Linked DNA regions of Mus musculus: regions 2, 3, 4 and 5 are each linked to region 1. A link is a contact called in public Hi-C, HiChIP or PLAC-seq and promoter capture Hi-C data. All regions are on one chromosome and are shown on one strand. Each heading gives the region's core, a stretch centred on a gene start, on an enhancer-like site or on the middle of the called end of the contact. The rest is flanking DNA. Distances are from core to core; before and after follow the strand shown. Region 1 holds the start of Higd1a (HIG1 domain family, member 1A). Region 2 holds the start of Abhd5 (abhydrolase domain containing 5). Region 3 overlaps Ano10 (anoctamin 10). Region 4 overlaps Ano10 (anoctamin 10). Region 5 overlaps Snrk (SNF related kinase).

Region 1 (5,705 bases), core at 1,073-3,572:
TAAGAAAAGGCTGTGACCATCCTGGGTTTCAGAGGCCCTATTACAGGGTAAGGCAGAGAGTTAGCACTCGTGTAGTATCACTACTGACGGCTAGGCATCAAGGAATCATCAATAAGCTATTCAGAGCACTAGGCTGCCTAGGTGCACAGCTGGTTTAAGGTACAGCATTCTAGACACCTATATAGTTCTAGTGGGCAAATCAGGCAGGGTGGTGTACTCAGATGAAGTTCCTGGAACAGAATCAGGAATCCATACAGTGGAAAACGTAGAGTGACTCAATGACAGGTCAGATGCCAGAGCAAGGTCCTCCTGTTTTAGTTTTACCACACAGTCTTGCTGGCTTCAAACTTGCAATTCTCTTCAGACTACCAAGTTCTGGGGCTGTAAGTGTCACTACGCCCAGCACTACCTCTTGTCCTATGACTCAGGTGAGGAAGTTCCATCATTCTTTGGTCTAGTGTGTTTGCTAAGCTTGTGGGCCTGGTTTCTCTGATATGGTTTTGGTATGTCCAAGTGTTCTGATTTAATCTGATGACTTCATAAGACGGTGCTTTTTCATTGGTGTATATACATCCATGTCTTGTGGTCTGTGCAGCACAGTTGAATGTTCTTTGTGATAAGCTGTATGTCCAACATCTGGTGGTTATCTACTTACCCAGGTAAGCATCCTGCCTTAGCAAGAGATTTTAGAAATTGAACAAAGTGTTGGTGTAGAAAACAGTTACTCCAGGCAAGGCTCAGTCAGCCTCAGCAGAAACTCAGAGCAGGGCACTGCCGATCTCCTATGGAACATGCTTTCTCTAGTCAGGTCTTTCTTCGTTTACCACCACTGACTCCTGCTCAGCAAAGCTGTGTTTAGCACACCCATACAAAGAACATACTTTCAAAGACACAAAGCTGCCACATATCCAAGGTATGGAAAGCTTTATTTCATTTTTGTTCTTTGAACCAGGGCTTCTCTGTGTAGTCCTGGCTGTCCTGGAACTTGTACTGTAGACAAGGAAGGACTTGAACTCTGAGATCCACCTGCCTCCCTCCTAAATACTAGGATTAAAGGTGTGCACCACCATAAAAGTTTTATTTTAAAAATATGTGTATCTTGCCTGCATGTATACATGTATGTGCATCATATATACATGCCTGGTGCCTGAAGCAGTCAAAAGAGGGTTTGAGTTCCACTGAGTTGGGATGGTTGGGAGCCTCACGTTGAGTGTCAGGAACTGAACCTGGATCCTCTTGTAAGAAGAGTAACAAGTGCCTTTAAATCACTGGGACAACTCTCCAGCCACAGGCATAGAGTTTTATCATGTATAACATGGAATGTTTCCTACATATGACTTAACTCAAATAATTTTTAACCTGTGTTTGATCCTTGGAACCTGTGGGCAAAGGAAACAACAGGTCCCTTCATGTTGTCCTCTGCTCTCCACACATTTGCCATAGCACATGTGCCCCTCCCCACAATAAATAAAATGGTAATACAAAATTTTAATATTCAGTCATGACACCTGTTATGTAGTTATTGGAAGGTGGCTCATAAGACTACACCAGCCTTCAGGAAATTCAAGAAACGTATTGAGGGCCCAACAAGATGGTTCACTGGGTAAAGGCCACCAAATCCCACAATCAGAGTTCTAGCCCCAGGGTCCAGACATTAGGAGGTGACTGGTGAAGGTTGTCCTCTGACCTCAGCAAATGTTCACACAAGTAAATGTAATAAAATTAGTTTACAAAGAAAAGAAACATTGAGGTATGGGGAAGTTAGAAAGTTAGCCGATTCACTGTGGTTCCTCTTGCCAGTTTATATAATCGGTGCACAAAGGGGGAAGAAGCCCTCTGCAGAGCTGCCTCTGGCGGGGCAAGGGGTGGGCAGGGTAGACAAGACGGAATCCTTTCTCTTGTCCGTGGTTGGTGCTCTATTCGGGGTGAGGAGACAATTGTTCCTCTCCCTGAAGTCACTCAAAGTTGAGTACCTACCAGTAGCCTACCTCTCTCAGAGGCCGCCATGTTCTGCTACGCTGAGAGTCTTGGACAGACACGTCCCATAGTGGGGCTGTCGGTGTCTGCCATCCCCGGAGCCCACACGAAGCCCCGCCCCGGAAGCTGCCTGCCCCATCAGACTCCTCCCCAGGCATGTGTGAGGTCACTGCTCTCCGGCCACCACCAGCTCCGGGGAGGGACCCAAAGGCGCCCCGACGGCGCATGCTCCCGCTCGGGCGGGCCGCTCGGCTCACCTAAGCCGGTCTAGCCTGCGTGCGTGGCGTTCGCGGAGCCCAGCGAACCGGTCGCGAGAACCTCGAGGCAATTGGGGTTGGGAGGCAGCGGCCGCCAGGCGGCACCGCGCCAGCACTGCCGCCCAGGCCTCACGTCTGACACGAACAGCGCGCGCCGCCACGAACCGGGCCGGCCCCCCAGCCAATGGGCGCCGCGCTACAAGTGACCACGCCCACCGCCCCTCGCACGTAAAGGGAGTCTCTGGCCCGGCCTCGCCGGCTGCTGGCTTCTGATTGGCTGGGGCGAGCAGTGGCCGCAGCAGGCGAAGCCGGTGTTCTCGCACTCGGGTGGCGGCCAGAAACCGGCAGGACTGGAAGGGACCCCGCGTCTCGGTGAGTGAAGCGGGAGCCGGGCGGGAGGCGAGGGCTGCGGGGCGGGGGGTCCCTCGGGTGGGCGGAGGACTTGGGGTCCCCGTCGGCCAGTGCATGTGGAGCCGGAGGAAGGAGGCCGGAGCTTCTGGAGCGGATCGTGGCCGAGGGAACGAGAGTCGCGGAGGAGGCAACGATGGCAAACGGGGACCGGGCTGGTGCCAGCTTCGGGGATCCCGGGAGCAGTGGGAGGAGAGGGAGAGGGAGCGCGATCGCACGGGTCTAGGAGTCTGGACAAGGTCACAAGAAGGTGGGAGGTGAGGCAGGGCGCAGCGCTCGGGCACCTCGGCCTGGCCTTCCCGGGCGCCACCCGGGGTTTGCGCAGACCTTACGTGACCCTGTGTCACCGGATGGAGGAGGGAAGGCTGTGGCGGAATGCGAATGCCCCTGACAAGGGAACGGGGTGCAGAGATCACAAAAGCACGACTAAGGTTCAGGTGTGCCAGCCGTCCGGGTGACTCGATTCTGTTCTCTGCTTCCCTCGTTTATTCCTGGGGTGGAAAGCAGTCCTCTCTTTGAGGGGGTGATCCCTACCCGGGAATCTGCTTCCCGGACTACTGAGGCCCCCTGCAAATTGACAGTTTGGATGCAAATTCTTGACAGGTTCAAAAGGTTCTCGGTGCTCCTGGAATGTGCTAGAAGGTCTTCTCTGCACAGTATAACTTGAAAGGGCTTCTTAAGATACAAATCCTAGTGTTGTGCCCCTGGCCGTTTGAATCACAATCTCAGAGAAGCCATTTTGCACAAGCTGACAGGTAACTTAGGCAAAATCAGAATTTAAAATTTACTATTTTAGGTAATAGTTCTTAGGACCAAAGGGACATGCTGGGAAGAGTCTTCAGCTGTTATATCACCTGATGCCCAACCATTTTCTTATTTACCTCTTCTAGGTTGCCATGCCTTTGGAAAAGTGTGTCAGTAGTTATGCCTGGCCTTACAGAATAATGTGCTCAGCAAACTAAGTTTGAATATCTGGTTATTGCTGACTTAAAAATAAAAATATGTTCTACTTTCTGACAGATATAGGTCAGTCATTGGGTGAGTGAGATAATAAAAAAAAATCTAGTGGGAAAAAATCTTTTTAACTTGGAATTGAAATTGTTAGATAATTTAACTGAAGAGAGAATAGCCCATTTAACTATAGGTGTAATGTACACAGTTTTTACAGTTCAAAGACAGTATGAATTTTTATATTTTCAGTTCAGATTTACACCTGTAACATAAAAATGTTCATTTAACAATAAATAAATTGTCAAACAAAACTGTGGACTGTATGTGGGGAGTCAGATTGTAATCCTACCTTCCAGAAATATATTCCTGGTGTGGAACAATCCACATGACCCTTATATTATGGTCATATAATTCAAACTCATTTATCCACCTGTAAAATAAGGATATTGATCATCATCTCTTACTTAATTTCTTACACTTAAGTTATGATTTGAGCTTATTGACCGTGAGTTTTAAAGCATGTCCTTTCCTTTTCACCTAAGTGGCTATATTTCATAAATACTACCACCACTACCACCTCTTCCTTCTCTTCTTCTTCCTCCTCCTCTTCCAGCATGGTTTTGCTGTGTAGCCCAGGCTAGCTTCAAACTTGAGATCTCCTGCTTCCCGTAGTCTGATACTGACATTACATGCAATTTCCACCACAGCACACTCTTCAGTTTCCTCATCTTTTTGTAGCCCTTTCTGGTAGCCAAATGCATATATAATTGGTACAAATTCGTACCTTTGCATTGGAGTAAATGCCTTATCCACTGGGTCATATAATTACAGTTCTATCCATGTGGCTTTCTTTGTGCTCCAGACTCATCTTCAGCTTCTTGCCTGACATCTGCCCTGTCATGCCTGATGGGCGTCTTTTGTAAATTTGATTTCATTATTTTTGTTGTTGTCTTGAGACAGAGTGTTGCTTTGCAGCCTAGGCTAGCTTTGCACTCCTGATCCTCTCCCCTCTTGAGGGCTGAAATTATAGGCACATATCACCACTCTGGCTATCATTAGTCCCCTAAAAGAAATAATGGCTACATGATGCGCCCCAATTCTTAACCGCATTATGAAATTAACAACATTCTGAAAGTGAGGTCAAATGCCCCACCCATTCCAGCTTGATAATCTATATCACATACTCGTGATGAAGGGAAGGGATGGGTGTCTTCTGTTCTTTTATATACAGTAAAGAAATAGTTCTCTCTCCCTCCCCCTCCCCCTCCCCCTTTTGCTCCATGAACCCACTGGACAATACACATAACCACCTAGGAAATGGGGAAAAGATGCCAGCCATGGTTTGTTTCCTTATTTATGGTGTGTTTGTTGACAATGCTGGGGATCTAACCTGTGACCTCAAGCAAGCTTAGCAAGTGCTCTGTCACTGAGCTGTGTCCCCAGCACAATAGAGGTGCCTCTCTCATGATGAGTTCAGGAGGCATAAACACAAAGGGAGATTTGTTTTGTTTTATATTTTCGAGATAGAGTCCCTCTATTATGTAGCTCTGGCTGTCCTGGAACACAGAGATCCATCTGCCTCTACCTCTTGAGTGCTGGGATTAAAGATGTGTATTACCCTCCCCAACCACAAAGGGATGTTTTTAAAGTAGATTGTAGTCTGATAATTTTTGTCACTTGTAACTTCAAGGAATCAAGACCCACTCAGGATATTTTCTCATTTTCATAGATGCTGTGTAAGAACAATAAAAGGAAATGGGCATAGGTGTGTGCAGCTTGGTGGTCTCACATTGCCTGATCAAACTCTGAAAGTACTCTACTCACTATGTGCAGGCCATGGGGATGTATGCAAGAGGGCAGGTCTGCACCCCAGCTTCAGGAACTCACACAGGTGTTTGTCAGTGTTCTGTAGGAGGGCGTAACCAAAGAGGACCTCCCAGAGGAGGCCAATTCAGGCACAGACCTGCAAAACCAAGAGTTAACTGGGGAAAATTGAAGTAGAGAGGCAAAGGGGAGCTGTTGCGACAGAGCACTCAGCTCTGTAAATGCTTTGAGCTGGCCTGGAACTCAAGATCCTTCTCCTTCAGACTCTGAGTGCTGGTTTTACAGCCA
Region 2 (5,705 bases), core at 1,512-4,011, 490 kb before region 1:
GTAAGGGCATTGGCACTGGGATTAGCATTGAAGAATTTCAAGATTTTGAAAAAGACTTGGAGCAAGGATTACAGAGCAATAGCAGCAGGAAAAAATGTCTAGATCTTAGCAGTTTTTTTATGAGATAAGATAAAGAAGTTCACTCTTCAATCGCCAAAGCACAGAACTATACAAGAGACTTTAACATATATCCAGCAGGATGTGGCAAATCAACTGAGGCAGTAGAGAGAAATCCGGTCTTCTTTAATAGAATCTGCTGATTTCCCATGGTGTAAATATTCCCACTGTGGCTGGTTTCAGGGTACTGGTGTGGTAAAATTCCTGAAAATTCAGCAATGATTTGCCAGTACAGATCAACTCCAGCATGCCCTGAAAACCACCTGTTTCTTGGTCTACTCTGCAATGGTGAATTTCTGTGATGGCTTTCCCCCAAATTCCGCCACTATGTAATTCTCTGGGATATCATTAAAGCAATCTGCAGAAATCTACCCTATTCTTATTATATTTGGCTTTCTCAACTGTATTGCAACTGAAAGGGATAGGATTTTGAAAGCTTCCCAGTAAACTTGTCTCCACCAAGAGCCACGAAGGGAAAGAATTACATGCTCCAAAATGCTATAGGATGGCAGCTTATAATCGCTTGCTTTATCAATATCATCTCCCCATCTGTAAAGAAATGAGGTGTTTTCATCATACTTCCGGAGGTACAAAATAGGATTACTCCTAGTGTTAGACTTTTCCTGGTAAAATCCCAGGGTAGCATAGGATATCAGGGTTAGGCAAGACACAGGGAGCTGAGAACACTGTGCATACACTGAATTCTCCTCCTCTTCTCAGAAAACCACAAGGGTTCAATCACCAAGGCTTGGTTCTACTGACTGATCCCAAAGCCTTGCCTCTAGGAACTATCATCACACTGGAGTTCTACTCAGTTCTTCTCAATGAGGATTAAATGCCAACATGTGAAGTCTCTTAGGACATTCAGACCAGACCCAAATTATGGCATCATCTAAACCCAAATGTCTTGAAGAACTTAACTCAAAACGGCAGGCAAATATCCCACGAGTCCCAATCCCATTGAGAAGTAGCAGAAATATGAGGAAAACGCCTTAAAGTTGAATGCAGACACCTAAAGGAGCAGGTTCCAGTTAGCTCTGCTTCTTGGTAGTGGCGGTTCCAAATGAAAATGGGAGTGGTCAGATCTACTCACAGGGGAGACTCTAGGATTATCATGACCACACTGGGGGAGCACCCAGCAAGAACCTAGCCTTCTTTCTGTTTGCATGGTTATCCAGCACTGCTCACGGGTCCTGCCAAAAATACCAGAGAGGTCTACCTCTGACTAGGGACTGTAACCAGTCTTGCCCTCAGTGACCTCCAGCCATCATCAGAGCCATGTCACTCTCACCGTTGTGCTATGGATTCCTGAGCCTCACAGTATCAAGACCAAAAGGGCCCACAAGTTAGAATTCTCAGAGCCAGAAAAATGTCCTGACAAATTTAATAGAAACCCAAGCTACCAGGTCCTAGTTGTACCACATGACACTCTGTATTTCATGTCAATATAACTAGGAAGTTCAACAACAGACCAAAACAGTGGCTCCACTTGTTAATTATCACTTAAACAAAACTTGAAGAGTGTAGTTTCTAGCATTTCAAAAATATTCCTCCCCTAACATCTTTCCAAAATACTTACTTTCACATTACCATAATCTATTTACCCTATGGTTATCTTTCCCATACAAATGTCTCCAAATAGCTGAAGTACAACTGTCAAAATAATTTATAAAGGAGATGTATAGTCCCGTCCATATAAAACAAGTAGCCTTTTGAGAATCAGTGAAATAACTTTCATAGTAATTTAATTTTTCCACCAAGCATTGTTCTACTCACAAGGGCATGACATATCAAAAACAAAAAAGAATAACTTACTATGTCTATGAAGAAGTTGGGTGTGGTGGTTCACACATGTGATCTCAGCACTGGACGGCTGAGGCAAAAGGATTGGGTCTCTGCAGAGTTGAAAAGCTACCCTGGTCTACAGATTTCCAGGCCAGCAAGGGCTACATAGAGTGACTCCGGTTTCCAAAAAAAACAAAACAACAACAACAACAACTTAAGGGCTTCCTTCCTGTTAGGCATCTGCCCTTCAACTTTCACAAAGTTTGCCAGGGCTAGTGAAGCCAGACCGCCGGGTCACGGGAGCGCACGCACGGGGCAGCGGGAGGTGGGACGCAAGCGCCCCAGGCGCACCGGCGGCGATCGGCTGTCCCGCGAGGCTCCGAGTCCGACGCCTTCTCCCACCCTGGCGACGCACGGCTCCCGGCGCGGAGTTCTGAGCTCCGCCGCGCTCGGGATCACCGGGACGGCCGTCAACAGCAGCCGCTTTCCCTCCCCGCAGCCCCGCGGCCCTGACCGGGCCTGTCTGCCCCGACGGGTCGAGAGAGCGGGCGCCCGCGCCTTCCCTCGGCTGGCCGCCCGGGGTCGCCAGAGCGCACGAGACCCACGTCGTCCCCCCCTTCCCGGGTGATCCTCACCCTCCACCGGCGTCTGCCGAGTCCACCTCCTCCTCCGCCGCCATCGCTTTCATCACCGCCGCCGCGCAAGCGCAGGGACACACCTCGAAGCCGGCTGACAGGCCGACTGGGCGGCCCCGGGCCGCGGCCGCCCTTAAGACCGCACCGCCCGCGCATGCGTCGTCCGCCCGCTGGGACGATCCGAGGGCGCGGCCGCGCCACCGCAGGCTCGGCGTCCCAGCGGCCCGGCCTCGCAGACACGCATGCGCTGCCCGCCTGTCGCGCGGAGGCGGGGGCACTGGTAAGGAAGGTCAGCCCGACGCCGCGGGAGCCTAGGTAGTCATCCGTCGGAATAATGACCATTAATGCGTCATTCCGCCCGTGTGGACTGCCCTGGACGGGGCGCTAGGCAAGCCGTAGGTAGCCTGGAGTGAGACCCCAGCCAGAAATAGCCTGAGTGGCAGAAGTGCGCATCCTGTGGTGCTGGACCCTCCAGCCCTTACTTTCAGGTGGTGGCCTCTAGGAACTTGCACTCCACCCTGCCAGACTCTAGACTCCGGAAGGCTGAGAGCTTATGTGTGGGTACTAGAATTACACACACACCACCACCATCACCACCACCACCATCATCATCCCCACAGACCACAGAAGAGAGGGGCGAGGGAGGGAGAGAGGGAGAGCACTTCCTAGAATCCATTCTAAAATGATAGAGGGCTGAGGGCTCATAAAAATATTCTCATGAGCTCGATATGGTGGTCCACACCCTTCAAAAACACTTGGGAGTCAGAGGCAAACACATTTCTGTGAGTTGGATTAGCCTGATTAGCCAGCCAGAGCTACACAGTGAGACCCTGTCTTTAAAATAAATAAATTTAAAGGGGAGAGGGCTCGAGGGATGGCTCAGTGGTTAAGAGTGCATACTGTCCTATAGAAGAGAATGGGTTTGTTTCCAGCATCCATGTGGAGCCCCACAACTGCTTGTAATTCCAGTTCCAGGGGAGCAACACCCTCTTCTGGCCTCAGAGCACCTTAATGTATATGGTGCACATACAGGCAAGGAGGCACACCCTCGAGTGGGATTATTTTAATAATTTTTTTCCTGGTTAAGGGACGTGAGCAAATGCGTGAAAGTGATAAAGAGTAAAGCTCAGTACAGGCAAATGAAAGTCAGCAGCTAGCAAGTAAGTCCAAGACTGCGCTTTAAAAATAGAATTCAGAACTATGGCACTCACTGTGATTAAACAAATAGAGGCATCCTGGTGTTGCATAAGGGATGTTTCCCTTGGCTGGGGGCAGGTTCCTCCGGTCAGGAGAAAGTGTATGAACTAGCCTAGCTCTTTGTGCTTGTGACAAGCTGCCTACAGCTGGAGCTGTGTTGTGCAGGGGCCATCTATGCATTAGTTCCTAGGTTCAATTCCCATCCTGCCCTCTACCCCACACTCCAAAAAATGAAATTCTGAGAATATGTAATAGGTTCTCTTAGTTCAGCCACACCTGGGTGGTACTGATGCCCGGAACTACTCAGGAGCCTGATGTAAGCTAACTGAGTCTCAAATAATTCTAATAAGGCCAAAATATGTGGCATTCCCCCTTTCCCAGAGATCTAACCAAGAGCAGGTGTGTGGATGTGGGTTTGAACAGAAACAGAGGCTCCCACCACCCTCTTGATTTTTTTGAAGGCAAATGGATAATGTAAATATCGTTTGTATTCCCTTCGTTACTTTAGGATTACCTCTCTCCAGTCATCAGCTCCTCAGGAAGGCCAGAGTCCTTCCTGAAGCCTACACTAATATTCTTCCCTGTATTTAAGACCCCATGCATCACTCTCCATTTTAGACCACATTTGCTGCTGTAGAGAAACACCTTGACTAATCATTTACAACAAACAAGTTTTATCCCTCACAGTGCTGGAGACTGTGAGGAAGGCGTCTGTGGTATACAAAGAGGGCCTTGCTGCTTCATCTCATGGCAGAGGGCAAAGAGAGCAAGAAAGGGGCCTAACCCTTCTTTTTATAAGAAACCCCCTCCCCCAGAACTGACTCCCGAGATGAAGGCATTAATTGATCCGTGAAAGTAGCACCTCTGTGGCTCAGATGCTGCCCTTAGGCCTCACCTTTCAATACCACTACATGGGTTGCGCTTCCAGTATGAGAACGTTGGGGACACATTTAAACTTCTGATGCTCCTCCACTCCTCTCTCACTGTGATCTCTCCCCCCGGCCCCCGAGCCCCACTCCCTATAGTTCTTAACTTTCTACAATGGCAACAGTTTCTTAGAGATTATCACACTGATTTTATGAGCATGTGTTTGGGTGTGGCATGCACATGCTGTGGTTAGTACATAGATGCCAGAGAATGCTTTGCTGGAATTGGTTCTCAGGTTGCCAGGCCTAACAGCAGGCACCTTTCCCCATTGAGCCATCTTGCTGGCCCACGCTTACCCCTTTTTCAACGGATATTACCAAATACCCTTCCAATGACAGCAAGAGTATTTCAGGGCTGTGGTATTGTCTGTGGTTTAAAGGAGAGGGAAGTGACCAATATCCTCTTATAAGTAATATTTCTCACTGTGTCTGATATTGTAGGAAGATGGAAACCTATAAATAGTTTTATAGAAGCTCTCAGTTGTTGCCAGCAGCTTGCAATGTGTCTTCAGAAACTGACCATCTCCACCTTAAAGGTTATATCCAGCCTAGGAACCCTCTACTGTTTAGGCCAGCTAGCTGTGGGGGCCTCTACTGCCCACACAGTTACAGGCCAGTGGTGTTGAATTCAGTAACAATACTCCAAAGTCTCCAACTCCTGTGGCACTTTCAAGAAGTTGGGCTGGCAAGAATGTACCCTTGGAAGTCTTCATGGACCCTAGGCTTGCTCTAGTGTGTGGCTACTGAGCACTGAAAACAAACAAAAAGCACACCATTAATCTAAAGCTGGTTCTGTGTGGAAACTGATGGAGCTGTGTGCAGGGATATGGAATTTGATGACCTTCCCTAAGTCCGGGGACACTCAATTTGGCTTCACCTTGATGCTAATTGTCTTAGTTAGGGTTTTACTGTTGTGAACAGAGACCATGACCAAGGCAACTCTTGTAAGGACAGGTTATAATTGGGGCTGGCTTACAGGTTCAGAGGTTCAATCCCTTATCATCAAGGTGGGAACATGGCAGCATCCAGGCAGGCATGGTGCAGG
Region 3 (5,705 bases), core at 1,785-4,284, 380 kb before region 1:
TGGATGGAATCATGAGCTAGATTTTCCCCTAACATTTGTGCTTTGGTTTTGAGTCAGGGTTGTGAGCTAGCCCACAGGTGTGAGTCACCACACCCAGCCCGTCTTCCTACTTCTGTTTTTTTTATCCTTGCTGGTCATTTTTTATGTTTTCTAGTCTTACTCTAGGCTGCCCCCATCTTCAGTTTTTTATCCAGTTAAAATGCTCTGTGTTCTGTGGTTGGCTTAAAGGCAGGCAGGGCGGGTTCTTCCATCAGATGCATATTTATTTTATGCTTAAGACGTACCAGGTGTTAAGAAGATATGATCCTAGCTTTGGAAGCATCTGCAGAACTGCCTAAGAGAGAAATTCCAGTGTGGTAGGAGGCCTTTCTCTAACCTCATCTCTAGATGGCGCTGATCCCCGTGCCCACTAGAGGGTGCTGGTATAGCAGCTCTCCCAGCTTCTAGATGTAGATGGGATGTAGGGTCTAGGGACAGAGTCTGCTTGCTAAATGCTTATGAAAAGAGATACCACCACCAAAACATATTTGGTTTTGCATGGCATTTTTGTTACTTTAATTGATATAATTTAATGAAATGAAATGAAAACTGATGAAAGCATGTGCTAAAGTAGAAGAGCCATCGCTGCAGTGAGAGCCTTTGGGTAAAGTAGAGCTGTCACTGCAGTGAGAACCTTTGGAAGGACTCCACAAAGACAGACTGCCATCAGACAGGATAAGGAAATGACAGTTAAAGTGATGAGAGGGAAGCCATAAAAACCTGGGCACACTCTCCTATGGCTTCACACTGCTGCCAAGTGTCTGTCAAGGTTTTACTCTTGAAGCCTTGGATTTCCAGTCACCACCATGGGGGTTGTAATGGTTAGTGTTGACTGCTATCCAGCTGGTATTTAGAATCACCTCTGTGTCCAGAAAGGTACAATTGAAGGAGGACCCTCCCCCTCCCCCTCCCTTCCCCCAGTGTGGGCGGTGCCTTGGAGGGCTAGGGTCCCAGCCTGAATAAAAAGGGGAAAGGAGGCAGCCACTGAGCAGCCACATTCCTTCAGCTGCCAGCGCCCCCTCATCCTGCCATGGCTTCCCTGCATGATGAGCTGCACTCCAGACTCAACAAGACACTTCCTCGTGCATGTACCCCACAATGCAGAATATGAAGAACCTTGTGTCCTTGTGTCATCTGAATGGGCTTCCTGGGGACTGCTGTCTTAAGGGTTGGCCTTTAGTCTCTGTGAATGGCAGATGTTTGTTTTGTTGACAACCCAGAGACCTCTCAACACTTATGATTAGAGCACACTCTTTTTTAAAGTAACATTTTGATGACAATTTTTTAGATTATTTTGCATTTTTAAGGTATTATGGTGGTTAACATATTTCTTGCCCTAAAATATAGGCAAAGGCAAGCCCCTCACTTTGGAAGTGATATTTTTTTATTCACAGTAGCATGGTTTCAGAAAATATACTAAGGTGGGGTAAGAATGTAAGCACTGGGAAGCTCACAGCCCAGAGTGTCTGAGTCCTGCTGTGAAGCAGGAGAGCAGGGTGGACCCTCAAGGAATCATACACTGTGGAGAGCATGGTGGTCTAGCTCTGAGGACGCTCACCAGTCACTGCCTCTTCTCAGCCTGTTCTGGGCAGTTCTTTCTCCCCCTCCCTCCCTTCTTCCCTCCCTTCCCTTCCCTCCTCTCCTTCCCTTCCCCTTTCTCCCTCCCTCCCTCCCTTTCTCCCTTTCCCCCTCTTCCTCTCTCCCTTCCTCCCTCCCTTCCCCTCTTCCTCCCTCCCCCCTCCCTCTTTCCTTGTGCTCTTGCTCTCAGCAACAGGAGAACCTGCAGCTCCTGCTGAGCTTCCTTGTTTACATAAGGATATCTCCCACCTTCCACAGCTCCCCAGGTCTGTCTGCTTCCCTTTGCCGAATTCTTTGGCAGCTCCGACTATGGTCCCAGCTCTTGGCACCTGCCACCCATGTGTTCCTGCAGCGCTGCAGAGCAGCTGGAGTAACCAGTGATACAGGAATGCTCTGCAGAACAGCGATTTCCTGTTCAGCCTCTGCCCTCGTGCAACCAGATCTCATCACAACCCTGGCTGAGGGTCTGTTCTAGAGGAGAGGAGACAACCATTCGTCCCTCTTCAGGAGGTGGCGGCACTTCAGAGTGACCATTGCAGGGCTCATTTTTTTGAGTTTTTTACCTTGGTTTAAATGTTCTTTCAGTGTTTAAGATGTTGGTTGGGGTCTGGTCAGGCACTGCCTCAGCGGCTCATGTTTCTGTTACATCACCATGTTGGATTTGCTTTCTTTGCTGAGCCTCTGTCACTCTGTCACTCTGTCACTCTGTCACTCTGTCCCTTCAGCAGATCGATTGCTCAGTAGCTTCAGAGGGGCTTTGGCTTCTTTTGTGGACCCCAAGGTGCCATGATGCAGACAGGACCAGAAGTTAGTAGACTGGCATTATGTGTAAAATGCAGCTGCCTGTATCTGTCCCTGGCTAATAAACACTTTCCCAGGGACGGGCATACATTCAGAGTTGTAAAGATGAATTACAGCTTTCTAACATTGTTAAGTGCCAAGAGGGGCAAAGGGTCTGAGTTTTTCGTTTTACATATATTGGGTAAAAGAAAAAAAAATGAATGTTTCAACTGAAGGTGTGTGCGCCTTTGTGTGAGTATAACATACTTGCGTGTGTGTATGTGTGTGTGTGTGTGTGTGTGTGTGTTGTAAGTTGGGCTCAAGCTGAGCCTCAAAGTCAAGACTGCCTCTGACAGATCGGGCGCAGGTGGATGATGAGCTGCAAAAGATACAGACACTGCTGTCCTTAAGCCACGGGCACTCATGCCTGGGTGACCACACAGGCTTCCCTTGCTCTTTCCATATCAAAGCCTCACGCAGAAGCTAATTGGTACCATCTGTGCTGATAATGAAGTCTATGATGTGGCTACCGGTGCGAGGAACTTGCTGAAGGGGTTTCACAGTCAGGGTGAGATGGGAGCAGGGAGAGTAGTTTTGTGGAGGTTCAGTGCTAACCAGCCATAGAAAGGGAACTGAAAGAAAGAGCAGCCAGGTGCCACCCCACGCTGAGTGCGTGCTCAGTAAGATGTGTGACAGAGTGCTCACATCCCCATGTGTTAAAGTTCCCCTGAGACTGCTGGAATATTCATCCTGCCCAAAGTGGGTGCCTCCTCTTTCAGTGCTTCTGTCCTCTGCCTCTCTGCCTCTCTGTCTCTCTGTCTCACACTCACACTCACACACATACTTACATACACTACACACACACACACACACACACACACACACAGAAGCACTCAAGCATGTGTACAAATTCACAAGTGAGAATAACAGGAGGTGTTAGTTGGTCATTTTATCCTGAGAGGAAGGACAGATCCTAGGCATTCCTCCTCAGCTCTCCTGTATTGCACACATCTTAGTCAAGGTTTTTAGAGAAACTGTGCTCCTCCAGGGGAATCGGTGTGAGAGTGCACATGCATGTGTGTGAGGCACATGCATGGCATAGCACATGTGTGGCTGTCAGACAGTCACAAGTGACACTCCTCACCTTCCACCTCATTTGAGACACTCTTGTTTGCTGCTGTATACCCCACCCAGGTTTGCTGATCCGATCACTAGCTGACCTGTCTCTGCTGATAGGATTCGGGGATTACACGTGTGTGCTCCCACATCTGTCCTTAGGAGTGCTGTGGGGATTTGAACTCACATCCCCACACTTGCACAGTGGATACTTTACCCACTGAGCCAGCTCCAGCCTCTGTATTTTCATGTGGTTACCAGTAGGAAGCTTTATTGGTATCTGTCTTTTGACACCATTTCATTTTGATGTTAGTCAAAAGCATATGGAAACTAGAGAGGCATTTCCAGGGAGGAGTGTGCTTTCCGTTAATCCACGTGTGTCATCTTTGAATAGTAATGCAGTCATATGACTCAGAATTCAGAAGGCTCAAGGTCATGCATGCATTAGTGTACCAGCCACGGAGTCCCTGCTGCACAGCCCGTAAGCCCGGCTCCCTGTCAGTGCATCTGTGGGTAAAGTGCAGATAGCAAGCACAGCTAATCACAGTGGTCGCCAAGCAGGCTGCAGCGCATTTGCTTCATACTTGATTGTCTAGTAGAGATGAGAGTTTCACTGGCAGTCTCAGGGGTGTTGATGTAAAGGAATGCATATGTCAGCTGACCTGATGCTATTAAGCTTTAGAATGTACAGCCTATGGTGTTGCACAAAGCAGATCTGACCTTTTCTAAGAAGTTCTTGTACCATGAAATTGACAGGCTGAGGAAGGTGATTAGCATAGCTGCTGTCTCAAGCCTGGGCCAGTGGCACCGACAGTTTGACAAGATTGGAAAACTGAAAACTGCCTGTGGATAACAACAGACATTCTGCCTTGCTTTCACCAGCACTGGGAATGGGCTGAGGCCAGAGCCAGGGGAACATCTACTTGTGGATTTATTAGGTTAAAAAATAAGAACAAACCCTTTAGAACTGTCCGAAGACTAGCAGCTTTGGGTGGAGAATCATGTTGGGTTTTGTTTTGTTTTATTTTTTGTTTTTTGTTTTTGTTGTTGTTTCTCAGTACAACTCAGCAAGTGTTGCATTAATGAGCTCTTGGAACTTTTTTTTTTTTTTTTTGAGACAGGGTTTCTCTGTAGCCCTGGCTGTCCTGGAACTCACTTTGTAGACCAGACTGGCCTCTAACTCAGAGATCCGCCTGCCTCTGCCTCCCAAGTGCTGGGATTAAAGGCGTTCGCCACCACCCCTGCCTGGCCTGAGCTTTTGAAACTTTAAGCTTCAAGATGAAGTAACTAGGCCGTGGACCTACACTCTGACCCGCAGGCAGAGGGTGGTGATTCTTTGATCTGCCTGTCTTTCCAGCTTTTAGCCCCACCCACACTCCCTCCCTGCTGGACTTACCTCCCCCCTTGCCCAAGCTCCCTTCTTTATTTCCTTCGATAATTGAGATATTCTTTTCTTATATGAACTAGCCAGCTGCAACGCGACAGTTGCTGTCATAGCCCTCCATCTTGCTCTGTTCTTCTCAGGCCTTTGATGATAACTTGGCCTGGGAATGAGCAAAGGCATATTGAGCTGCTTTGGGCTCTGGCCCTGACCTTGCCACAGGCCATGTAGGCAGAGTGCAGAGAGTACATATCCAGTGGAATGGAGGCACGCAGGACACAGCACATAGAGTGTGGAGCGTGGATGAGCTCACAGGAGCTCCACTGTTCCCGGCCGTCCCACTGGCTCAGAGATTGCTCAGGAATCGGTCTTTCCTTCCGTCTACTCTGTCTCCTGGTGCACAGCACCTGTCTTCTCACCTATACTCAGTGAGAATGGCAAGGCAGTGATGGTTGCTGAGTTTTCTAACTCCTGGGTAGAAGTTGAAGTTTAAATGCTGTGTTAGAATGAGGGCAAGGAGAGGCAGCTGAGTTTTTTCCCTCTAGGGTCTGCTGATCTGTGCTGAAACTGGGTGCAGCTCTGGCACTCTGACCTCTCCTGATCGTGATGCCATTCTTGTCCTTGTTGCCAAGGCACAGGTGTCTTGGGGCTGGCAACGAATTGACAGGGTATGGACAGGGCCACATTCATGGTGACTCTTGGGAACATTTCTGTTTACTGGGTGAAACATCACCAGACTTGGACAGCTGTCGACTCCTTCATTATGTTTGAATTACCATGGAAACGACAAAATTGTGAGATCACACGTTAT
Region 4 (5,705 bases), core at 2,219-4,718, 320 kb before region 1:
GGTCCTTGCACTTTTGCTTTTTAGCGTAGAACATTGCCCTGAGAGCATGTGCAATCCCCGCCACCATGGCTCTCCTCCATTGAAGCTTCTGCCCTAGGAAGTGGGACGTGGACAAATCGGAGAAGTGAACTTTCTCAGCCACCTGTGGAAGGAAGGGAGGTGCTGAGCAAAGGCAGCTGAAACTGATGAGACGTCCTCTTCAGTCCCCACTGACTCTCTTCTGACTCTGGATGACAGTTCAGGAGTGAGGTCATCAGCTTGGTGGCAGGCACCCTGTCACCTTATACACCAGGAGAAGGACACAGAGTGTGACCTGGGAGAGCGCAGCATGCCTGGCCTGGGCTCACGCACTGTTCTCAGCGAGCAGTTGGGGTCAGTGGCTTCTGTGTAGACAAAGAACTCAGGGAGCCCTGGAGCTGGGCTGCAGCTGCTGGTCCAGGAGAAAATCCAGAGGCCCAAAGTGTTCTGCATATGGCCCTGCCCTGAGTTTCCCCAGCTGGAGGACAGAGGGGAAGGCACAGAGTACTGGGAGAGGAGATGCAGGAGGGAGCTGGGGTACATTCCAGCTGTGTTTGTGGTGGGTGGACTCAGAATTCTCAGGGACTGTAAGTTTCTCACAGCTCCTGTTAAAATATCACGATGTGTCTGTGGAATCCTACTTCTCTGAGGATGAGACCCATCCCTGAAAACTGAGATTCCAGGGACTTCGGCAGAAGTCCCTGCTCCTGTGTATTGTATATGTGTCTTTTGTACCCTGTGAGGGCTGTTTAGAAGGAGGTCCTCTCAAGGTGCTGAGGCTTGGGGTCTGAGTCACACTGGTGAGATTTTGTCCCCTTTCTTTCTTCTGGGTCATGTTTTGCTGTGAGATCAGCCACTACTTCCTGCCTGACTGGACCACTGGGCTGTGTGAGCCAAGGACGCAGGTACTGATGCCCATTCCTTTAGAAGAGAAGTATGTTTCCTTGAGTCGCTCACCAGTCACGGCTCTCTTCCCTTCTGTCACACCTTTGAATTGAGGCTCTGTAAGAAGGTACACACGTCCATGTGTTCTGCCACATACTAGTCTGGGATACTTAGTTCAAAAGGAAAAAAAAAAGACACCCAGAATTTGGTTGTGTGGCCTGCGACTGTCTGACCCCAAAGGACTCTAAGAAATAGTTTCATTTCATTTCCTAAGGACATGTAAGTTGAGTCTTCCATGGGCTTTGCTCAGTGACAGAATCATTCCACAAAACCTGGCTGTGTGTTCCTGAAGCACTTCATCCATGTCCTCATTTCAGATGGCTTTCAGGTCATTGCAGGCAACAGCTGCATCTTTACCAGGAGAGTCCCATGCTGGGTAACAACCAGCCTGCCTCCTGTTCTGTCTGCTGGTTTGGGCTCCACAGCAGAACATAGAAATAATGTTAGGAGAAGGACAGGTTATTTGAAGGTGCATTTAGTCCAGTAGCTATTAGACGGATCAGTTCATCTATCTGAAAAGCGACCTGGATGCTGTGGCTTCTGCCTGGAAACTTTTCCATGCAGTCCGGTGAATCTTGACCACACTGGCCTTGATGACAACATTGGCTTAATCCAAAGTATGAAAGTAATCTCTTTGTCAAAGAGAAGATCTTCACATGAGATAGCACATGAGATCGTCACACAAGATAGCAGTCTTCACATGAGTGAGGTGCCGTCCTGGAATGTTCCAGCTTTACAAAGCATGGGGTTGGAACAGAGAAGCCGCTGCTGTCAGACTTCAGTTCAGAGGCATCTCTATCCTTAAAACCAGTGAGAAGAGGCCAGTGAACTTGGCATCAGGACCATTTTTGGAAATGGTCAGACAGACTCCATCTCACCCCACTCCCAGCACTTGGGAGGCAGAGGCAGGCGGATTTCTGAGTTCGAGGCCAGCCTGGTCTACAGAGTGAGTTCCAGGATAGCCAGGACTGTACAGAGAAACCCTGTCTCAAAAACTAACAAACAAACAAAACCCTCATATTAACCAATCAGACACAGAAAGAAAGGTGCACATTTTTCTTGAAAGTAGAATCCAGCTTCTAAAAACAATTAGGAAAATAGGAGAGGTACTGAGGGCTTCTGTCTTGACCAGACAGTTTAGAGTCTTGGGAGCATCTTCAAGACCTGAAGACAGACTGACTGCATCCAGAGGAACAGTAGCAATGCAGCTCCGATAGCTGCAGGAGAGCCGTGGGCTCTGTGAGCAACACAGTCTAGTTAGTGTTCGGGGCTTGTGGGGGTTTGAATAGGTTTGGCCCTCGTAGACTCATGTGTGTGAATGCTTGGCCATAGGGAGTGCACTATGAGGAGGTGTGGCCTTGTTAGAGGAAATGTGTCACTGTGAGGCTGGCTTTGAGGTCTTATATGCTCAAGCTTCGCCCAGTGTGACAGTCCCCTCCTTGGTGCCTGTGGATCAAGATGTAGAACTCTCAGCTTCTCTTCCAGCACCAAGTCTGCCTGAACGCTGCCATGCTTCCCACAACAATGATAATGGACTGAACCTCTGAAACTGTGAGTCAGCCCCAATTACATGTTTTCCTTCTAAGAGTTGCCGAGGTCATGGTGTCTCTTCACAGCAATGAAACCCTAACTAAAAAAGGGCTTCTTTTTATGGGTCCAGGAGAGGAGGAGGAGTTGGTTGCTAAGGGGTGTATATGGGTGGGTCTCTTGTTTTGATTGACAGGCTTGTATTATGCAAGCTTTTGCTCAGTAAGCATGTCCTTCCCCATGATGCATCTGATTTTAGTCATATGAGCATCCAATCTTATGCACAGGCATAAAATATTAAATGGGGAGCAGGCTTTCCCAAAAAGTGCACTCAGAGGACACAGTTTGTCTTATTGCAAAGACACCCCAAATCAATCTACCCCCCGCCCCCCCCCCCCCACACACACACTTGCCTCTCTTATGACCAGGTAGAATCCTCTGAACACATTTGAATGGAAGTTGACCACAAAAGGGCACTTACTAAGGGTTGCTAGGGAGGGGAGAGTATGTGCTGTTGGAGCCGTCCAAGGAGGTAAAATGGCAGGGACGAATGTGGTCAAAGCACCGTGTGTGAAAAGCTAAGATGAAACCATTACTTAATTAAATGACAAAGATCGGGAAGGATGGCTGGCTTCTCACTGTGGTGACTGCAGAGATCATCAGAATTTGGTGATCCTGGTGTCACCTAAGCTCACTGTGCGTTTGTGGCATAAGAAACATCAGGACACTCCTGTTTCCCTCAGGTGGACAAAGTGGTCTGTGAAATCTCATGTAGAATAGTAAACCAGCCTCCTCTTTCAGAGGGAATCATGGGAGCCACTGGGACATGGTTAGGAGGGATAAGCCCAGACAGCTGCCCCGCCACCTCTCAGAGCCACACTTGAGGCCTGTAGGCATCAAGGTAACAGGCCTGGTGGCTGGCATAATGAGCCCGTGACTCACTGCAAGCAAGCTGTGGTTTTGATTCCAAGTGGCCTCTTGGGAGGAACTTGCTGCCGTCTGACCAGCCTGCAAGTCAGGTGCCAGGCACAGAGCTCCACCCCTTCACTCCAACCTCATGTCTGTTTTGGGGGTGCAGAGCCTGTAAAGAGGTCACTTTCTCCTCAAGGTCCTCTGCCTTCATGTACAAGCTCATCTTATTGCACCCCACTCCTCTAAGAAAGGGGAGCCTCCAAGGCAGGGTTGTGTTTAGAAGCTGGAAGCCAAAGCCTACCCAGTGGTAGCTGTCCCAGTGCATCCTGGGCCTTGACTTGGCCCACCATGTCTGGGTGGTTCCAAAATGTGGTGACCAGCTTCAGCAATCGGTTAAATATGCTCTCCTTGTCTTTCACATCTGGATAATCCACTCCACCTCTGCTCTCTGACATGCTCTGGAGGTCGTATCTGTTGTGAGGTTCTGCTTCCCAGAGTCTTGGCCTCTGGCATCAGAGCCCCTCCGTCCAGCAGCGTCTAGGCACCTTCTTTGTGAGAGTTCAGGTGGCTAAGCAACTGCTAACTTACTTTCCCATCCTTTTGCATCTGACTTTAGAAGCCTGGGTTGGGGCTATAGCTTAGCAGAAGAGCATTTGTCTGTTAGAGGCAAAGCCCTGGATCTGGTCACAGCACATCAATAGATCTGAAACTCAGTAGGCCACCCCATATGTCATCAAGTCCTCATGGGACCGACAGTGTCCAAGGAGCTCTGAGTCTCCTAGCACATGTTTTTAAGAGAGAAATGCACTGCACTGTGGTCCTTGTAAGGGATGGTTGATCAGGGTGCATATTTAAGAACAGCTCTGACTGAATCCTGAGAGCCAGGCAGCACTGGACACATCTCTCATTGTCTTCATGTCTAGCTGCATTCCCTCAAACCAGTGGCTTAACCAGCCACTCCCCCATCTCTGAGAAAGTAACATTCATGGGGATGCTGTAGTGGCAGGGCAGGCAGAGGAGGCAGGGCAGACAGAGCAGGTCCCCTGGCTTTTCCTGTTACCTCCTCCATCAGAGGCTTTGCTTTCTACCTCAGTGCAGGCTAGAACCACCTAGGGAGCTTGCAAAAGTCCACTGTCTGGGCTACACCCCAGACCAGTTAAACCAGGACTGAGGTGAGTGGTGAGTGAGTATGAACTGGGATCACTCTATCCCAGTCCAGCTCCCCTGCTCCTGGGAAGCCTCAGGGAGCCAGATGCAGTTCAACTAAACAAACCACCTTGAGACATCCTTCAGGGTCCCCGGACACCAGATAACCAGCTCCACTTAGCACAGGACTCTGCTCCAAAGGAACAGAGGCCACGAGGCTATCAGCGTGCTTCTCTCATAAGGACACTGAGCTGGCCACCTGGGGTTGCTCAGTCAAATTCCTTCAGAATGTGATTGTTGGGGGTCAAGGTGTTGGCATGGATGCTGAGAGATTTAAAGCTGGGCAACAGCTGCGTCTAGGAAGCAAGTTTCCAATGCTCCTGACAGAAGGTCCTGATGCTCTGAGGGTAGGCTTAGGGAGAGTCTGCTATGAGTGACGGAGGCCGAAGGAGCTGAGGCCACAGGATTCACCAGAACCATCCCAGGTCTGGGGAAGCGTGAACAGTCTCGGCTCCTTCTGTGTTCCCCACAGGGAAAGAGGGGCCCAGCTACAGGAAGCCAACTGCACTTTTAAAGGACTATTTGGAGCATGAGTCACAAGTTTAAAAACAAATTCCATTCTCTCTTCACTCTGCTGCTATTTTATAGGGAAAGGTCAGCTCTATTATCTTTTCCTGCCTGATGTTTATGCAGGTTTTAATTTCAGAGTCTCCAGAGCCCAGTTGATGTTTAAAGGGGTGGCTATGCTCCTCCTCTCCCCAGACTCTAGGTCAGAGTTGCTGAAGAGAAACTGGAGAGCCGGTAACCCTGGGATACCCTTCAGCTAGGACCACCCAACTCAATTAGGAATCTCCAGTGAGGGAGAACGTCCTGAAGGACCATCCATAGAGCGAGGCAAAAGTCACAATGGAGTGACCTTGGCTCAGCTGGCTAGGCCACTTAGCTCCGTTGCTCACGGACCTGCTCTAGGGCAGGCAAAGGTTAGCCAGCCATGGTACATGACATCCCCCTATCCTGCCGCAGCAGAGCAACATGGCCCCAAGACCTCAGACACCACTAGTACCTTAGGGCTATCCTGAGCCAGGCAGGCTTCAGGAGAGCCTGAGCTGACCTTGAAAAAAACAGTGACATTGAGGGATAGCCCCATGGGTACAGCA
Region 5 (5,705 bases), core at 1,152-3,651, 290 kb before region 1:
CATGAAATGGAGCATGGTCACAGTGAAGACTACAGAAAGAAACACCAGTGAGCTACAGCTGGTACAGAGGAGCTGCGGTAGCACTAGACCCAGAGAGGGCTCCAGGCTGTAAAAATGCAAAAGCACTTTAAAACACTCATTTAAAAAGACAGCATCATAGGGACACCCTAAGCAAGCAGTAGTGTGTTTCCCATGGTCAGTCATGTGGGCACTTAGAGGCTGCTGTAGTAGGGGTGCAAGGTCACCCAGATAGTTCTGGAGCTGGCAGGAAGAACTCAGTACTGTCTATGTGACAGTCAAGCAAGGCAGGAAGCTGGAGGCAGGAGCCGATGCAGAGGCCATGGAGGGGGAGCTGCTTACTGGCTTGCTCCCCATGGCTTGCTTCAGTCTGCTTTTGAGTGCTGGTTACTAAAGGTTCTTTCCTGCTCCAAATAAATGCTTACTTAGTAAATATATATATATATATATATATATAAATACTTTCAATTTGTAGAACCCTTGACCATCAGTCCAGGGTTTGCCTCATCCACAATGGGCTGGGCCCTCCCCACCATCAGTAACTAAGAAAATGCCCTAAAAGCTTGCCTACAGCCCAATCTTACGGAGGTTATTTTCTTAATTGAAGTTCTCTCCTCTCGGATGACTTTAACTTATGTCAAGCTGACTTAAAACTAGCACAGAGCCCTGAGTGTTGCAAATGGCAGGGCCACAGGAAGGAACTCATGATGTCAGAGTACACTCTAGCCACTGGCCATGGAACGATCAGAGTTGATTTGCTTGCTGGGTTTCATTCTTTGGTCCAGTCTTTCCTGTTCTCCTATTCCAACCTTTTAGAAGGGGCGTGTTCACTCTGTACCTCTGCATAATGAAAATAGTTACATAAGGGTTACAGCTAAGAGACATTAGTCTCAAACAGACTTTGAATGTTGACCCTCAGAACAGTGTAGGGACTGGTATGACTATGGAGATGAAACACATTTTACATAGAGATGGCCATGAGCCTCTGAGACCAGGAGCAGTATGTTAAGACTAAAGTCTGGACTGCTCCCCACTGGCTAATGTTCTGGGCACCTGATCCTCAGCCTGAGGTGCCATTTGGAAGGCTGTGGCATCTTTAGGTTAAACCTGGAAAAAGCAAGCGAGCAGGAACTGGCCTTTGAGGGTTACACCTGGCCTTGCTTACACTCTGTTACTGACCTCCACCACCGTGAGCGGCTCTGCCATACACTCCCACCAGAGAATTGCTAGGTCATACCTTCCCTGCTATGATCTAATGAAATGCTCATTACCTAACCTCTCATAACCTAAGACAATCTTCCCTCACCTAAGTTGCTTCTTTCAGGTCCTAATGAAGGTCCCCAGGAGCAGACGTCTGATATGAAGGCCAGTAAGGGTGAAAGCAGAATTACCTCTCATAAGTTGGAGAGGGAGGTGACATTATCTTAATAAAAATTCATCTTAATACTATTCTATTTTTCCATGAAAAGTTTTAATACAATACAACTATAAGCTCCTGAGCCTGAGGTGGTAGTAGTGCTACCATCGCAGGCCAGGCTGGAGAAACATGGATACAGAGAAGAAACACCACATTACCTTCATTTTAAAAACACAATAGTGAGATTGTGTGCAGATATGCTAACAAACAAAAAGCATCCAAAACCCAAGCGTGGTAATGCTACTACTTCAAGTGACATTTTGATTTCAGACCCAACTATAAAGGCTCTTGGTTGACAAAAAAAAAAAAAAAAAAAAAAAAAAGAAAAAAAGAAAAATAAATGCTTACTTAGTAAAAAAAAAATATATATATATATATATATCTTTCAATTTGTGGTAACACAGGAAGAAGAGGATAAATCTGAAGTTTGATTTTATAGAGGATGGGAGTCACTGGTAGTTCTCAGGAGAACTAGAAATACAATTCCCAAATCAGTCCAGCAGCTTCCCACACTGGCACATGGTAGGATTATCAATCATAATACAGTCGAATGGTGCTGATTCTCAGGCTGATGTAGTAGAGTTTATATTAGAAAGTCCTCTTAGGAAGGCTATCAAAAGATAAAAATGAAAACAAGACGGAAAAAGAACATGCCAATTAAAAAATAACTTCTAATAGGAATTATCCAAAATAAAAATGAGAAAGAAATAAAATGGGAAGAATGAGAGGTTTCTGACAGAAACCTCTACTAGTTTTCCTCAAACTTTCTTTTAACAGAACTAGTCAGGAGTCAATAAGTAAACAGAACCAGAAAGCTTTAGAGTCACTGCTGATGAAGCAGCGCTGCACACAACACCTCCTATTCCTGTACACACCTTTATTCAAATGGCACTTACTAGCAACCAACACTCGACCTGTGCAAAGACACCCGGGACTCTCCGCAGAAGTGTGAGGACCCTGGGAACCTACACAAATCTGCCCCTTGTTTCCTGTGTGGTAAGTCTGACACTTGACTGCCTGTGGTTTCCCACACTGAACTCCATTTACCCAGCAAGAGGTACTGGTCCGAATCCAAAATTACCTGGAGCCCTGGCTACTAGAGGTTCTTTCCTGCTCCAAACAAGGTTTGTGGTTAGTCCTGAGGGTAGGAAAGCTAGCACAAAATGAACCACCAGGTTCTTTCAACAGATTGCTAACAGTGAAGCTGGGCCACGGCTGTGCTCAGGGGTAGGGTGCTTGCCAGGTCTGACCAAAGCCCTGGGTTCGATTCCTAGCAGCACAAAACGGCAAACCCAGAGCAAAGCAGAAGAGGGTAGAGGAACCTAGCTAGATGAGCCTCTCACACATGCAGCAAGCTGTCTCTAGCACCCTCTGTTTCACTATTCTCTATTTTGAAGCATGGTTTCAGGGGGAAGCAGTCCTTCCTTAGCAAAGCCAGGAGGAGTGGATCACCATGGAGGTCTCCACACTTCCTTTCCAGCAAGACTTGAGAGAATCAAAATGTTCCATGCAACTAAAAATCAATGCCCCCCGAACTAAGCTAAAAAATTTGTCCCAAATTGTCCCCACCTGTGGCCCAGTCTCATCAATGGCACTTCTACACTTTATCTAATTTTAGGAAACAGCACTGCCCATTTACTCAACAGGTTCTTTGACTCCCTAGTCTAGGACCCAATTCTACCGTGTGCTTTAACTTTCCAAGCGCTCCCCTACAACTCTCATCTTCTTTTCAAGCTCCTTCACATCACCCTCCAGCCTAGAGACCTAGGACCCGGAAATCACAGCTGTAGGTGGTCATTACTTTTTCACCATTGTGCAGAGGTCTGTGGACGCAGACCACATTCCCTGGACCCAGCTGAGCCTGCTACTGCGGGAACCTGAGACCATGCAGAGCACAGTTCTCTGTAAACACTGTGCAAATAGCAGCTCCAGACTGCAAGGGCAGGCAGTGCTTATTCCTATCTTAAAAAATAAAAAAACAAACAAACAAACAAAAAAACAAAGCCAAGAGGAGGAGGCCTCTAAGAACTGTGAGGCAGAACGCAGAGGGTGATCAGTGATCACCAGTTGCAGTTTGCTTTAGTCAGCTCTTTACCACCTTGTGCAAACTTGTTTGCTCAAGTCAAAATAGGGAAAAAGTTCAAGAACCCAAAGAGTTATCAGTCACACTGTGAGCTTGCACATCCACACACATCCACACTGTGAGCTTGCACGCACGCACACACACACACACACACACACACACACACATCCACAGCCACACTATGAACTTGTACACAAACATCCACACTGTGAGCTTGTACACACACATCCACACTGTGAGCTTGCACACACCCATACACACATCCATAGCCACACTGTGAGTTTGCACACACACACATCTATCCAGGCAGACAATAGACACTAACTCAGCATTCCTTCACATCCCACTTTAAAAACCTAGTGCCAATCTAGAAACGGCTTTCATAAATGAAGAAAGTAAGATAGTCAAGATAAGCGAAACAAAACAAAACCACAGGCTACTTCTTTAGCATGGCTTCATGAGAAGAACATGCATGCATGGCAGGGCAAGAACCACCTTAGCCAACTTATCTCGCTTCCGTAAGCCTAATTTTTCTTCTATCACTTCTCTGGTAATTTCTTGGTGATATCAACTGCTTCTGGGTACAGAGCATCTTGCTCCCTCTCTCCCTCTCCGCGTGTGTGTGTGTGTGTGTGTGTGTGTGTGTGTGTGTGTGTGTGTGTGTGTGCCACAGGAACGAGAATGAAGGGAGAAAGAAGGAGACCTCAAAATAGTCTTGTATTCTTGGAGAGAGGGAGCCTTCACTTGTAATGGTGCAATCTGTGGGGTTCCCTCAAGGGACTCACAGGTCAATCTCTCCATAATGAGAGTAATAAAAATTCAATCTTTTCCTTCCTTTCTTTCCACCCCTCCCTTCTTTTGTTTTTTTCAAGACAGTTTCTCTGTGTAGCTCCAGCTATCCCGAAACTCCCTCGGTAGAGCAGGCTGGCCTTGAACTTAGGAGATCTGCCAACCTTGGCCTCCCAACTGCTGGAATTAGAGTCATGCGCCAGCACTGCCTGGTGGATGACTTCTATTTTCAATACAAGTAATTGCTTCAAAGATTATGAACACTCAGTAAACCCAGGTATGTTCCACAAAAATCTATAGCTGACATAAAACATTTCTTTTTAAAACTAGGATTACTGACCATCTTTGTATGTATCCATGTGCATGTGTGTGGAGCTGTATATGGCTATGTATGTATATGTGCATGCATGTGTTTGTGGGTCTGTGATCTCAATACTAACACGTGGAGAGAATCTAAGGAGTCAGGCAGTGTTGGTGGCTGTTGTGATTTATTCCGTTTCCTTGCTCCAGGTCAGGTTGATTTGCATGTTCTGACCAAGTCAGAGCAAACACGGGGAGCCACCCAGGTATATTCCAAGACAACATCCAACTGAATGACTGATTCCCTCACATTTTCTGCCTAATCAAAACAACCCCTCAAGGAATTGCTAAAGACAATGGTGAAGAGTTAGTTACAAATGCACACCTTTACAAAATTAGATCTTTTTGATCTACCTCCCTTTTATAAGCTCTAGGAGGAAATCCCTAGCTGCCATTCAATTTTATTGTAGTGCTGATCTCAAAGTCTGAGACTTTCACATCTTCAAAGTAAAAACCATGGAGACAAGGGTGTGAACACAGCAGCACACGTCCAGAGACAAGGGTGTGAACACAGCAGCATAGGTGAGAGACAAAGGTGTGAACACAGCAGCACAGGGTGAGAGACAAGGGTGTGAACACAGCAGCACAAGATGAGGACTCTTTCATGACATATCCAGTGTGGATGCTCTTTCAAAGGGGTACCCACTAAAGAATACTATGTCAGGACACAGTGACTTCACAGCTGGTTCCAGGTAGTAAACTGAATACTTCAACCCCCCACTCAGTCTTCTACAATCAGTCTGACTCTGAACACAAACTAGAAACGTCTCCACTGAGGACAAAAGTGAGTGGTGTGATTCCATCTGTTGGGTTAGTACACACTTGATAAACTTGATACTTAGGTTTAACAGCAGCTATGAGGTTTTTCTGTCTGCTTGCAACCATATTGAAAAATTGTCTTTTCTCCATTGAATTACTTCAGCACCTTTTTTTTTTCTGAGAAAAGCTATGTATGAATGTTATCTATGAATGTATGTTATCTATGTATGTTAGCATGTATGCTATCTATGTATGTGTGTTATCTATGTACGTAAGCTA

What was found. Promoter capture Hi-C pulls out the DNA fragments that hold promoters and counts their contacts. A called contact is a pair of places that touch in the nucleus more often than the background predicts. HiChIP or PLAC-seq counts read pairs in DNA pulled down with a chosen protein or histone mark.
Region 2: a Hi-C map of regulatory T cells shows a contact between it and region 1, with 3 times the contacts expected there. The contact joins the promoter of Abhd5 here to the promoter of Higd1a in region 1. A contact is called at or near these places in 4 of 39 promoter capture datasets (the C10 cell line, hippocampal neurons and liver), 3 of 484 Hi-C or Micro-C datasets (embryonic stem cells, erythroblasts and regulatory T cells), 6 of 115 datasets of contacts at active chromatin or transcription factors (bone marrow-derived macrophages, embryonic stem cells, extraembryonic endoderm stem cells and 2 more) and 3 of 9 other capture datasets (adipose tissue, liver and macrophages).
Region 3: a contact with region 1 is called in an H3K4me3 HiChIP or PLAC-seq map of the 230-238 cell line, with 3 times the contacts expected there. The contact joins the enhancer-like site here to the promoter of Higd1a in region 1. A contact is called at or near these places in 5 of 39 promoter capture datasets (the 3T3-L1 cell line, the C10 cell line, hippocampal neurons and 2 more), 8 of 115 datasets of contacts at active chromatin or transcription factors (the 230-238 cell line, bone marrow-derived macrophages, embryonic stem cells and 3 more) and 1 of 9 other capture datasets (adipose tissue).
Region 4: a contact with region 1 is called in an H3K4me3 HiChIP or PLAC-seq map of the 230-238 cell line, with 5 times the contacts expected there. The contact joins the enhancer-like site here to the promoter of Higd1a in region 1. A contact is called at or near these places in 7 of 39 promoter capture datasets (the 3T3-L1 cell line, the C10 cell line, the HPC-7 cell line and 3 more), 2 of 15 datasets of contacts at CTCF or cohesin (large pre-B cells and pro-B cells), 9 of 484 Hi-C or Micro-C datasets (B cells, the C10 cell line, CD4 T cells and 6 more), 7 of 115 datasets of contacts at active chromatin or transcription factors (the 230-238 cell line, embryonic stem cells, large pre-B cells and 2 more) and 3 of 9 other capture datasets (adipose tissue, embryonic stem cells and liver).
Region 5: a contact with region 1 is called in a promoter capture Hi-C map of the C10 cell line, with 2.1 times the contacts expected there. The contact joins the enhancer-like site here to the promoter of Higd1a in region 1. A contact is called at or near these places in 2 of 39 promoter capture datasets (the C10 cell line and hippocampal neurons), 1 of 115 datasets of contacts at active chromatin or transcription factors (embryonic stem cells) and 3 of 9 other capture datasets (adipose tissue, liver and pancreatic islet).

The regions. Positions count from the first base shown.
Region 1 is chr9:121,854,413-121,860,117 of GRCm38.p6, reverse strand. Higd1a (HIG1 domain family, member 1A) reads left to right here and starts at 2,322. Exons shown (of 4, transcript NM_019814.5): 1 at 2,322-2,606. It overlaps Gm47112 (predicted gene, 47112), which reads right to left and starts at 2,371. Exons shown (of 1, transcript NR_168944.1): 1 at 910-2,371.
Region 2 is chr9:122,348,672-122,354,376 of GRCm38.p6, reverse strand. Abhd5 (abhydrolase domain containing 5) reads right to left here and starts at 2,761. Exons shown (of 7, transcript NM_026179.2): 1 at 2,538-2,761. The coding sequence starts at 2,590.
Region 3 is chr9:122,239,335-122,245,039 of GRCm38.p6, reverse strand. The region is part of intron 11 of Ano10 (anoctamin 10); the gene reads left to right. Among named protein-coding and RNA genes, the nearest start is that of Mir8106, 32 kb to the left of the region's middle. Within about 2 kb of position 3,034, at least 53 of the 459 cell types and tissues checked have an H3K27ac peak or open chromatin away from gene starts, as enhancers often do. A contact at or near this core is called in the 230-238 cell line, where this site is marked.
Region 4 is chr9:122,178,039-122,183,743 of GRCm38.p6, reverse strand. All of the region lies in intron 12 of Ano10 (anoctamin 10), which reads left to right. Among named protein-coding and RNA genes, the nearest start is that of Snrk, 64 kb to the right of the region's middle. Within about 2 kb of position 3,468, at least 24 of the 459 cell types and tissues checked have an H3K27ac peak or open chromatin away from gene starts, as enhancers often do. A contact at or near this core is called in the 230-238 cell line and the HPC-7 cell line, where this site is marked.
Region 5 is chr9:122,147,322-122,153,026 of GRCm38.p6, reverse strand. All of the region lies in intron 4 of Snrk (SNF related kinase), which reads right to left. Among named protein-coding and RNA genes, the nearest start is that of Snrk, 33 kb to the right of the region's middle. Within about 2 kb of position 2,401, at least 27 of the 459 cell types and tissues checked have an H3K27ac peak or open chromatin away from gene starts, as enhancers often do.